Regions from separate parts of the Sus scrofa genome. Here region 1 is linked to region 2. A link is a contact called in public HiChIP or PLAC-seq data. All regions are on one chromosome and are shown on one strand. Each heading gives the region's core, a stretch centred on a gene start, on an enhancer-like site or on the middle of the called end of the contact. The rest is flanking DNA. Distances are from core to core; before and after follow the strand shown. Region 1 overlaps LONP2 (lon protease homolog 2, peroxisomal). Region 2 has its middle 12 kb from the start of N4BP1.

Evidence for each region. HiChIP or PLAC-seq counts read pairs in DNA pulled down with a chosen protein or histone mark.
Region 1: an H3K27ac HiChIP or PLAC-seq map of skeletal muscle shows a contact between it and region 2. The contact joins two enhancer-like sites. A contact is called at or near these places in 2 of 5 promoter capture datasets (fetal liver and liver), 1 of 47 Hi-C or Micro-C datasets (embryonic fibroblasts) and 2 of 2 datasets of contacts at active chromatin or transcription factors (alveolar macrophages and skeletal muscle).

The regions. Positions count from the first base shown.
Region 1 is chr6:36,389,121-36,393,640 of Sscrofa11.1, forward strand. All of the region lies in intron 11 of LONP2 (lon protease homolog 2, peroxisomal), which reads right to left. Among named protein-coding and RNA genes, the nearest start is that of SIAH1, 54 kb to the left of the region's middle. Within about 2 kb of position 1,366, at least 6 of the 83 cell types and tissues checked have an H3K27ac peak or open chromatin away from gene starts, as enhancers often do. A contact at or near this core is called in skeletal muscle, where this site is marked.
Region 2 is chr6:36,107,969-36,112,633 of Sscrofa11.1, forward strand. No RefSeq gene overlaps it. Among named protein-coding and RNA genes, the nearest start is that of N4BP1, 12 kb to the right of the region's middle. Within about 2 kb of position 2,858, at least 47 of the 83 cell types and tissues checked have an H3K27ac peak or open chromatin away from gene starts, as enhancers often do. A contact at or near this core is called in skeletal muscle, where this site is marked.

The DNA.
Region 1 (4,520 bases), core at 116-2,615, 280 kb after region 2:
CAGGTGCAGCCAAAAAAAAAAAAAAAATCTTTTCTTACCTTCTTTACAAATCCCTTTCTGTTTCCATAGTGTAGTGGTTATCACATTCACCTGACAAATACCCTTCCTTCTGTAACTGAGTACTGTATATATTAATATACAATATATAATAAAGTCATCTAAACATTATGTATTATTATATATATTATGTATTTTAGTTGTGTTATGGTCCTCCTAGTCTTATAGCTCATGAAATTAAAGAACTGTTTTCCACTATTCTTTTCAAAAGTGATTTCTGACTTATGTTTTTTTTTTTTTTTTTTTGGGTCTTTTTTTTGCTATTTCTTGGGCCGCTCCCGAGGCATATGGAGGTTCCCAGGCTAGGGGTTGAATCGGAGCTGCAGCCACCGGCCTAAGCCAGAGCCACAGCAACGCGGGATCCGAGCTGCGTCTGCAACCTATACCACAGCTCATGGCAACGCCGGATCATTAACCCACTGAGCGAGGGCAGGGACCGAACCTGCAACCTCATGGTTCCTAGTCGGATTTGTTAACCACTGAGCCATGATGGGAACTCCTGACTTATGTTTAATAACATCGGACCTTCATTTTGGACTCTACTGATACCTGGACACATTCTGGGATGTCTCTGAATGATCCCTGAGCACTACAGCCTCGCTGTGCCCTTCAAGGTGAAGGGCTCTCTTAGTCTACGCTCCTGCTGGGCCCTACGGGGCTCCTCTTTGAGACTGAATCATGAGTGAAAACAGACAACAGTTTGGACTTTTTGCCACTTGCGGGCTATTTGACTGTACACCAAGCATTAAACTTCCTACCACCTGTTTGTTCTGCGGTGTTCTTGTGAGCTTTAAAGAGAAAATCCTTTGCAGACTGCATGCTGCAGTGCCCATACTGGATCAGAAGTGTGAGTCTTGAGTTATATATACTCCCATAGTCATACCTCTGTAATGTCACTTGATCTTTCAAAGTCTGGCTCAACCGGATTCTAGGAAGTCTTTCCTGATCTTTCCAACCCCTCACAAGCACTTACTTACCTGTTACACAAAAATCTAGCAATTCCTGGGTTACTCAGTAGCTTGTGGGAGATCTTCCGCCTGCTGCTCAGTTTGCAGCATATCTAAGTAACCTAATTACCAAGGGTGGGAAGGCACTTAGAACAGGTTTAGCTACATGTAGATCTCAGGGTGGAAAAGAAAGCAGGTGTCACTGCTTAATTAAAATTAACGCACGAGGGAGAGGAAAAAAAAAAAAAAAAGCACTACTGTCTAAGGTTTCTGTCCCCTGAAAATGAAGGGCTCTGAAACTCTAGCCCATGCACAGAAGAGGCTGCGAGTTTCTTTAGCCTGCTGTGCTTTGCGATGGGCTTTTCTCAGATCTCATTACTGTTGCCAGCCTGGAATTCACTATCACAGGAGGCAGGAAAGCGGGATGGGTGAAAGCCAATCCACAATTATGTAACCAATGGTCTGGGACATCGCTCCCTTTCCAAGCGGAGCAGTGAATTCGGGGCTTCGCGCACCGAGGGAGTGGGGGTGGGGAGAGCTACTTCTGACGAAAACTAGACCCGACAAGGCGCAGGATGGCCTTTCTCTCCCGGCTCCAGGTACGGCGGCTGCGTGCTGAAAATGCCATTAACCAAGAACGAGTCTGTGCTTCAGAATGTTCCATCGTGGAGCCGTGAGCCTAGAGAACCAAGCGAGGCTCCAGTCAGGAGAAGGCTGCCAGCTAATGAGGGAAGACAGGCTGGCCCTGGATTTTAAGACTCATCCACCGCACCTTGTGCGACGCAAAGCGAGACGAGGGAAACGCTGGAGTTGCACAGAACACGTGCTTTGAGTCCTCATTAAAACAGAACAGAAGGGAGACATCACCTCACGAACACGCCCTGCAAGGAATGAGGTCCAGCTTAAAGCGGACCCTTCGGAGTCCTCGGCACAGGCTCTCGGTGCTCGGCTCTAGAACTGCCTTCTCCCCCCTCAGAAAAGGGTGAGAGTCCCTGGACCTCATTACCAGCCTTGCCCCAGACGGAAACATTCAAGCCAGACGGAGATGTTAAGGTAAGGCAAACAACAATCAAGAAAAAAGTTCAACCTGCCTGCATCACGTGGACCCTGTCCCACAAACCCTTCCTGTGGGACCTGCACAGTCAACGTGCTTCTTCTACGCCCTTTTCTTGGGCTCAAACAGCGGTTCTTAATAAATGGTTAATAGCCACATGAAAAAACGATGATTTCACCAAGACACAAACAAATTTAAATTATAAAAGAAACCGGAGTTCCCATCATGGCTCAGTGGTTAATGAATCCGACTAGGAACCATGAGGTTGCGGGTTCGATCCCTGGCCTCGCTCAGTGGGTTAGGGATCCAACGTTGCCGTGAGCTGTGGTGTAGGTCCCAGATGCGGCTCGGATCCCGCGTTGCTGTGGCTCCAATTGGACTCCTAGCCTGGGAACCTCCATACGCTGCATGAGCGGTCCTGGAAAAAGACAAAAAATAAAATAAAAAAAACTAAAAGAAAGATACCACTTTCTGGTTACCAAATTAAAGTCACTGGTAGAGAAGTTCAAGAAATGACAATGATCAATGTTAATGAGAGCGGAGAGATCATCTCAAATACCATTGCTATGGAAATACAAACTGAATCACTCTTTGCAGAAAGCCATTTGTCCATATTTTGAAGGCCTCCCAAATACTCATAAGCTCAGACCCAGGGATTCTATTTTCTGGGAAGCTATAGTTAAGGGCATAACTGTAGGTTCAGACAAATGTTTAGACAACAAAGCTACTCACTGCCGCACTGTTAGAGCAAAAATTAGATCCAATATAAATACTCGACATTAGAACACCAAGTAAACGGTGGTGCAGCCATTCACTTCATAAACTACCACGCAGTCCCTAAAACTGTTTCCTAAGTGTTTTTAAGCGATGCGAGAAAATTCTTTTGAAACACTGTCAAATGCAGGAAAGAAGGGAGTATGAAATTTCACATGCCATGATTTTTACTAATATAATATAAACAAATGTACATGAGAATGAATGAAATGATACAGTCCAAAATGTTAACACAAGCTACACCCTGAGTTATCAGGTTAAAATTACATGATGAGAGAGTCAGTGAATAATAGCCTTCACTCCTGGCTCTGGCTTCCCTCTTGGCCTTGAAAAAAGCTACTCTGCCTCTTTGCATCTGGTTTTCTAATCAGTAAAACCATAATAATTATAGTAGCCCTCCGAGAGCTCCGGGGAGAATTTGATAATGCTGAAAGCCTTGCTATACATAAATGAGAGGAAATGAATGATATAGTACAGTAATATTTAATCCAGGCTTCTAAGACTCACGTGTCTGTCTCCATAGCCCCTTCGCTGGAGGAAAACAAGACACTCTCCGGGCCCCAGTCCCACCCAGGACCCCACAGACGGGGCTTCAAGCACAATCACACAACTGTTAGGAATCACATAAATTAAATACATACAGGAAAAAAAGAAGAAGATACCGAAACTCAAGACTGCCTCAGGTTTCTCATCAGCATAATCAGCCTGTTGTAAGTCTAATTCAGGACACAGCCAGGGTGCTCAGGGCCTAACCGAGGAGCTTTAACAGCATGGAGGGGGCAGATATGCAAACAGCACCAGGGGCAGAACCTGCAAGGCACTCGCTCTGCCAAACGGTGGCCGCCCTGCAGCAGGACAAACGTGGGCCCTGGCGAAGCAGGAGTGAAATGCAGGGGTGCTCCCTCAGGGCCAGGCCAGGCTCGGCAGCGGATGTCGCCACACCTATGACGAAAGGATGTTCTATGGCCTCGGACGCCTCACGGGGAAGGGTCAGGCTTTCCCAAAGCAGCTGGCACTAGGACACGATCACGTGATCTTTCCCAGACCCTTTCCCTCTGTCACAGCAACATGATTTGTCTAAAAACAGGCCCAAGAGCCAAAGAATCACGGTGGGGAGGGAGGACGGAGGGGTGTAATACCTCAGAAGATGACAGTCACTTTCTTGTTTTAAAAAAAGTTTCTTAGCTTTTGACTACATGATGCAGCAAGTGGTATCTCTGGGCAGGTGGTCCAAACAAGGGAAAGGAACAAGGTGGTACCAACACCAATAACTACTCCCCCGAAGGTGACGCAAACAAAAACCTACCCAACCACAGACAGCCCCAGATTATCTGTAATTATCTTTGCTCATTATTCTCTGTGTTCTGCTTAACCTGACGCATACACGACACTCTCAAGCCCAGTCTCATGAGTTGAAAAGCTGCATTTTGTGGTACTGCCATGAAAGGAACCCCTTCTGGATTACAAAAGAAGGGTTCATTTTCACAATTAACAGCTTTGTGATTCCTTTGGGGTAGGGGTGGAGGGGAGGGTGTATAATACTGTTCCCTGCAGCCAGCGAGCAACTGAAACAGGGGTTAATTCTTCAAAGGCACAAATACTACCTGTTCCTCCTGTCATACTAATACCATGCCCCTGAGAAAGCCATCTCATTCTGAGGCTAAGCAGAATTCAGGAAGAATCAGAAC
Region 2 (4,665 bases), core at 1,608-4,107:
GCATGATCTCATTTATTGAAATCTAAAACACACACACAAACACACACACACACACACACACACACACCCGTAGATACAGAGCAGGGGGTTAGAAGGGTGGGGAATATGGGTGAAGAGAGTCAAAAGGTACAAACTTCCAGTTATAAAATAGATGTCTGGAGATGTAACATACAACAGGGCGACTATAGTTGATAATACTGTACTGCATATTTGAAAGTTGCTAAGAGAGTAGATATTAAAGATTCTTGTCACAAGAGGAAAAAAAAAGGAGTTCCCATTGTGGCTCAGTCAGTAGTAATGAACACAATTAGAATCCATGAGGACACAGGTTCGATCCCTGGCCACGCTCAGTGGGTTAAGGATCTGGCGTGGCTGTGGCTGTAGTGCAGGTTACAGACACCTCTCGGATCCCACATTGTTGTAGGCTGTGGCACAGGCCAGCAGCTACAGCTAAGAGTCAACCCCTAGCCTGGGAACGTCCATATGCTCCTGGAACGGCCCTAAAAAGACAAAAAGAAAAAAATTTCTGTAACCATGAAAGATGATGGATGTTAACTAAGACTTATTAGGGAGATTGTGTCACAATGTATACAGTTATTGAATCATTACGTTGTACACCTGGAACTCATATAATGTTGTATGTTGATTACATCTCAATTTTAAAATTTTAATTAATTTCAAAAATTAATTTGCTCAGAGGGTAAAAACCAGATATAGTGTCCATGAGGATGCGAGTTCGATCCTTGGCCATGCTCAGTGGGTTAAGGATCCCATATTGCTGCAAGCTGCATTGTAGATCCTGCGTTGCGTTGCTCGGGCAAAGGTTGGCAGCTGCAGCTCCAATCCAACCCCTAGCCCAGGAACTTCCATTAAAAAAAAAAGAAATATCTCCAAGATATCCTATACAGTTATAAGATGCCGATTTATGCAAAAGGGGAGGGGGGAGATGTATTCGTATTTACTGTGTGTACTTTTTAAAAACGAAAGGTCCAGGAGTTCCCTGGTGACATAGAGGTTAAAGATCCAACTGCTGTGGCACAGGTTCAGTCCCTGGCCTGGGAACTTCCACATGCCTTGGGTGCTGCCATAAATAAACAAGTAAAAGTGAAAGATCCATATAAAACTAATGACAATGGTTACCCATGGTGAGGGGTCACGAGACAGACAGGGTACAAAGGCAAGAGGGAATCCTTCCTCTGAATGCCTTTTTCTTTTCTTTCCTTTTCTTTTCGGGCTGCACCTGCTGCATGTGGAAATTCCTAGGTTAGGGGTCGAATCAGAGCTACAGCTGCCAACCTAGGGCATAGCCACAGCAACATGCAACCTACACCACAGCTCACAGCTCTCGGCAATGCCCCAGATCCTTAACCCACTGAGAGAGGCCAGGGATGGAACCTGCAGCCTCATGGATACTAGTCAGGTTCATTACTGCTGAGCCACAACAGGAACTCCCTGAATGCCTTTTTTTTTTTTTTTTAATGTGATTAAAAAACCATAGCAAAAATCACCATCTTTAAATTTTCCAGTGCAGCGGGTCAGGAGGGTTACATGTAGTCATATTGCTGTGCAATGGTACTAAGTATGTTTCATCACTTTTTTAGATATTTTTGAGCCACATTCCTGTACCACCTATTTTGAAAATCAACTTTAAAATCATTAGGCCCAAATAAGATAAATCAAGAGAATCACTGTCACGGAAATAGGAAAAAAAGTACATGTGCTTGGAAATCAGAATGCGCTGAATTCCAACCTGGTCCCTGCCATTTACGAGTCTGGGGCAAGCGAAGGAATCCTCTAAGCCTTAGTCTCCCCTTTCTTTAAAACCCTTCCCCAGAGAGATGGCGCCACTCAAAGGGCAGTGGTGAGCACTGAATGAGAATTCTTATAAAGCCCCAGGGGTAGTAGGTCTCCCAAAGTAAGTTCCCGCAATCACGGGTCTTTTTTCACCGCATCTGGAAGAATCCTGGAGAAAGGAGGGCCTTTGGCCAGTGCAGTGGTGTGCCACCTTTGGAGGGCCAGAGTCATTGGAGGGTGCCTTCCTGGACCCCACCCCAAACCCACCGCCCCAGAACCTACTGGTAAGACCACAGCACTCCTATTCTAATGCATCCCGCCCTGCCCCCGCCAACCCAGACCAAAGCGATAGAACACGTTTGGCCGGGAGTCTGTGCTCCTACACTGCACCCCACCCTTCAGCTGCAAAACTTAAGGAGATTTGGAGACATTTGCTCTAGCTTCCACTAGGGGGCGGGCTTGGTGCTCTGGGGGTGGGGGTTGGTAGGCCGACTGACCTGCAGATGTCATTCTGGAAGCAGAGGAGGCCTCGCTGAGGCTGCTAAGAGAGCTTGAGGGAGCTATTTCCTTGTGTGTGTTGGGAGGACGGGGCCGGGGATTGCCCTTTCTGTACCTTGAATCTTGTATAGCCTCTCTCTCCACTTAAAGCAGCAAAAAGAGAGTGCAGTGTCCCAATTACTGAGCTTCGTCATCCATTTATTGAGCTTCTGATGCAGCTCCCAAGTTGCTCTCTCCACACTCTGGGCTGTGCTGGGGAGCAGATCCAGTCCCCTTGGTTGCCTGGAGCTGCCAGTTGTGAGCGTTTTTGTCAGAGAAAAGCACGGCGGGACGCCAGCGCTGCGGCTGACCACTTTCCTTCGGTTCCCTCCGAGGTCCCTTCCAATCCGTGGGAGGCTTTTCTGCCCATCACCGAGATCCATTTACTTTGCATCCCCTTTTGGCCTCGCTACCTCCTCCCAAAAGATCGGCGTCCCCGGATTTCCCAGGGATTCTCCCTGTCCCTCCCGGGGAAGGGGGCTCGAAAATCGGAGGCTGCACTGGCGCCGTGGGGACAGCAGGTGGCGCCCTGGGCTGTGGAGGCTGGATCAAGAAAGCCTTGCTTATAAAAAGACTTTCCTAGAGAGAGTAGAGGTACCCCGTGCGCGGAGGGGCGCGATAAATATTTGATAGCGAGGCGACTTGTGCTTGTGAAATCGTTTCCTGTTACACCGTCTCCTGGTCTAAGCTCTGGCTGGCAGGAGAGTGAAAGAATGAGAATGCGTCGTCGGCTGGAAGGGCCCGGAACCTCCTCATTGCAGAAAAGGGGAACTCGGCTGGGAGCCGGGAGGCTCATGCAGGCCCCCACGGAGAAAGGCAGAGTCAAGACTTCTGTCCTGCCGGTGCCTGGGCTGCCCTTTGACCCATACGTGGCTCTTCCAAAAAGATTTGCTGCTATGAGCCCATCCCTGCATCCAGGATGATGTCCTGGGTTCAGAGCTGAGTATTTCCTGCACTTGGGTCCTTTTCATCCCTCTTCTCTGGCCAGATCTCCACCCTACCCGAGTTACTACTCGGTTAACATTTTTCTTAAAATCAACTCATTTTTAAAAGTCAAATACAATTAAAAGGGAAGCATTTTATTGCCACAATGATTGGGAGTCTGGTATTTCTTGCCAAAAACAGAACCGTGAAAATAAACACATTACAATTACAATTCCTTAAAAGCCTGGCTGTTTCCCAATGAATATCGTTTGCCATCCCGTCAGTGGTGTGCTTTCCACACTTAGGAAAAACTCTGGGATTCCAGTACAAGCTCTCCCAGGAGTTCTGTGTTTTGTTTTGTTTTGCTTTGCTTTGCTTTTTAGGACCGCACCCTCGGCATATGGAAGTTCCCAGGTTAGGGGTCAAATCGGAGCTACAACGGCCGCCTACACCACAGGCACAGCAGTGTGGGATCCAAGCCGAGTCTGCGACCTACACCACAGCTCACAGCAAAGCCAGATCCTTAACCCACTGAGCAAGGCCAGGGATCGAACCCACATCTTCACAGATACTAGTCGGGTTCGTTAACTGCTGAGCCACAAAGGAAATTCTCTCCCAGGAATTCAGAATGAGAGGAGGCGAGAGGTGGGGATGGGAGAGTGGGGAGGGGAGCTGGGGAGAGCTGGCTATGCGTTTTGCCCCCTTAGAGAACAAAGGGAACCTTGACTGCTATCCCACGTCCTTCCTGCAGTATGCATATGCTTCCGGAAACTGCCCAAGTTATTTTTTACTCTGGAAGCTGGAGGAACAGGGTGGAGACCTGGCTTCCTGTGAGCCTGCCCGGCCCTGAAAGCAAGATAGCATCTCAGGGTGCGCAGGTCCTCAGACCTCAGCCAGCCGGTGCTGGAGGGGCCCCACAGCAGGCCTCCACCCTTCTGCTTCTGCGGAGAAGTCTTCGATTTTGCAGATCTCTGTGCCAGCCAGCTCTACCCTGCCTCTTCCTTATGGTAGAGACTTCTGACAAGTTCCTCAACCTCCTTAAGTTTCAGCTTCCTCATCTGTAAAGTGAGCAGGATGCCTACCTCCCAGGGTTGTTTGTGGGGGCTCAGCAGGATTGTTTGTGTAGAGTCAACCCATCAATCATTTGCAGGAGACGTTTCCTCTCTCTCTCTCTCTCTCTCTCTCTCTCTCTCTCTCTCTCTCTTTTTTTCTTGGTCTTTTTAGGGTCACACCCACAGCATATGGAGGTTCCCAGGCTAGGGGTCGAATCTGAGCTACAGCTGCCCGCCTACACCACAGCCATCAGAACTCGGGATCCGAGCTGCTTCTGCAACCTAGACCACAGCTCATGGCAACACCGGATCCATAACCCACTGAGCAAGGCTAGGGGTCAAACCCACGTTCTCATGG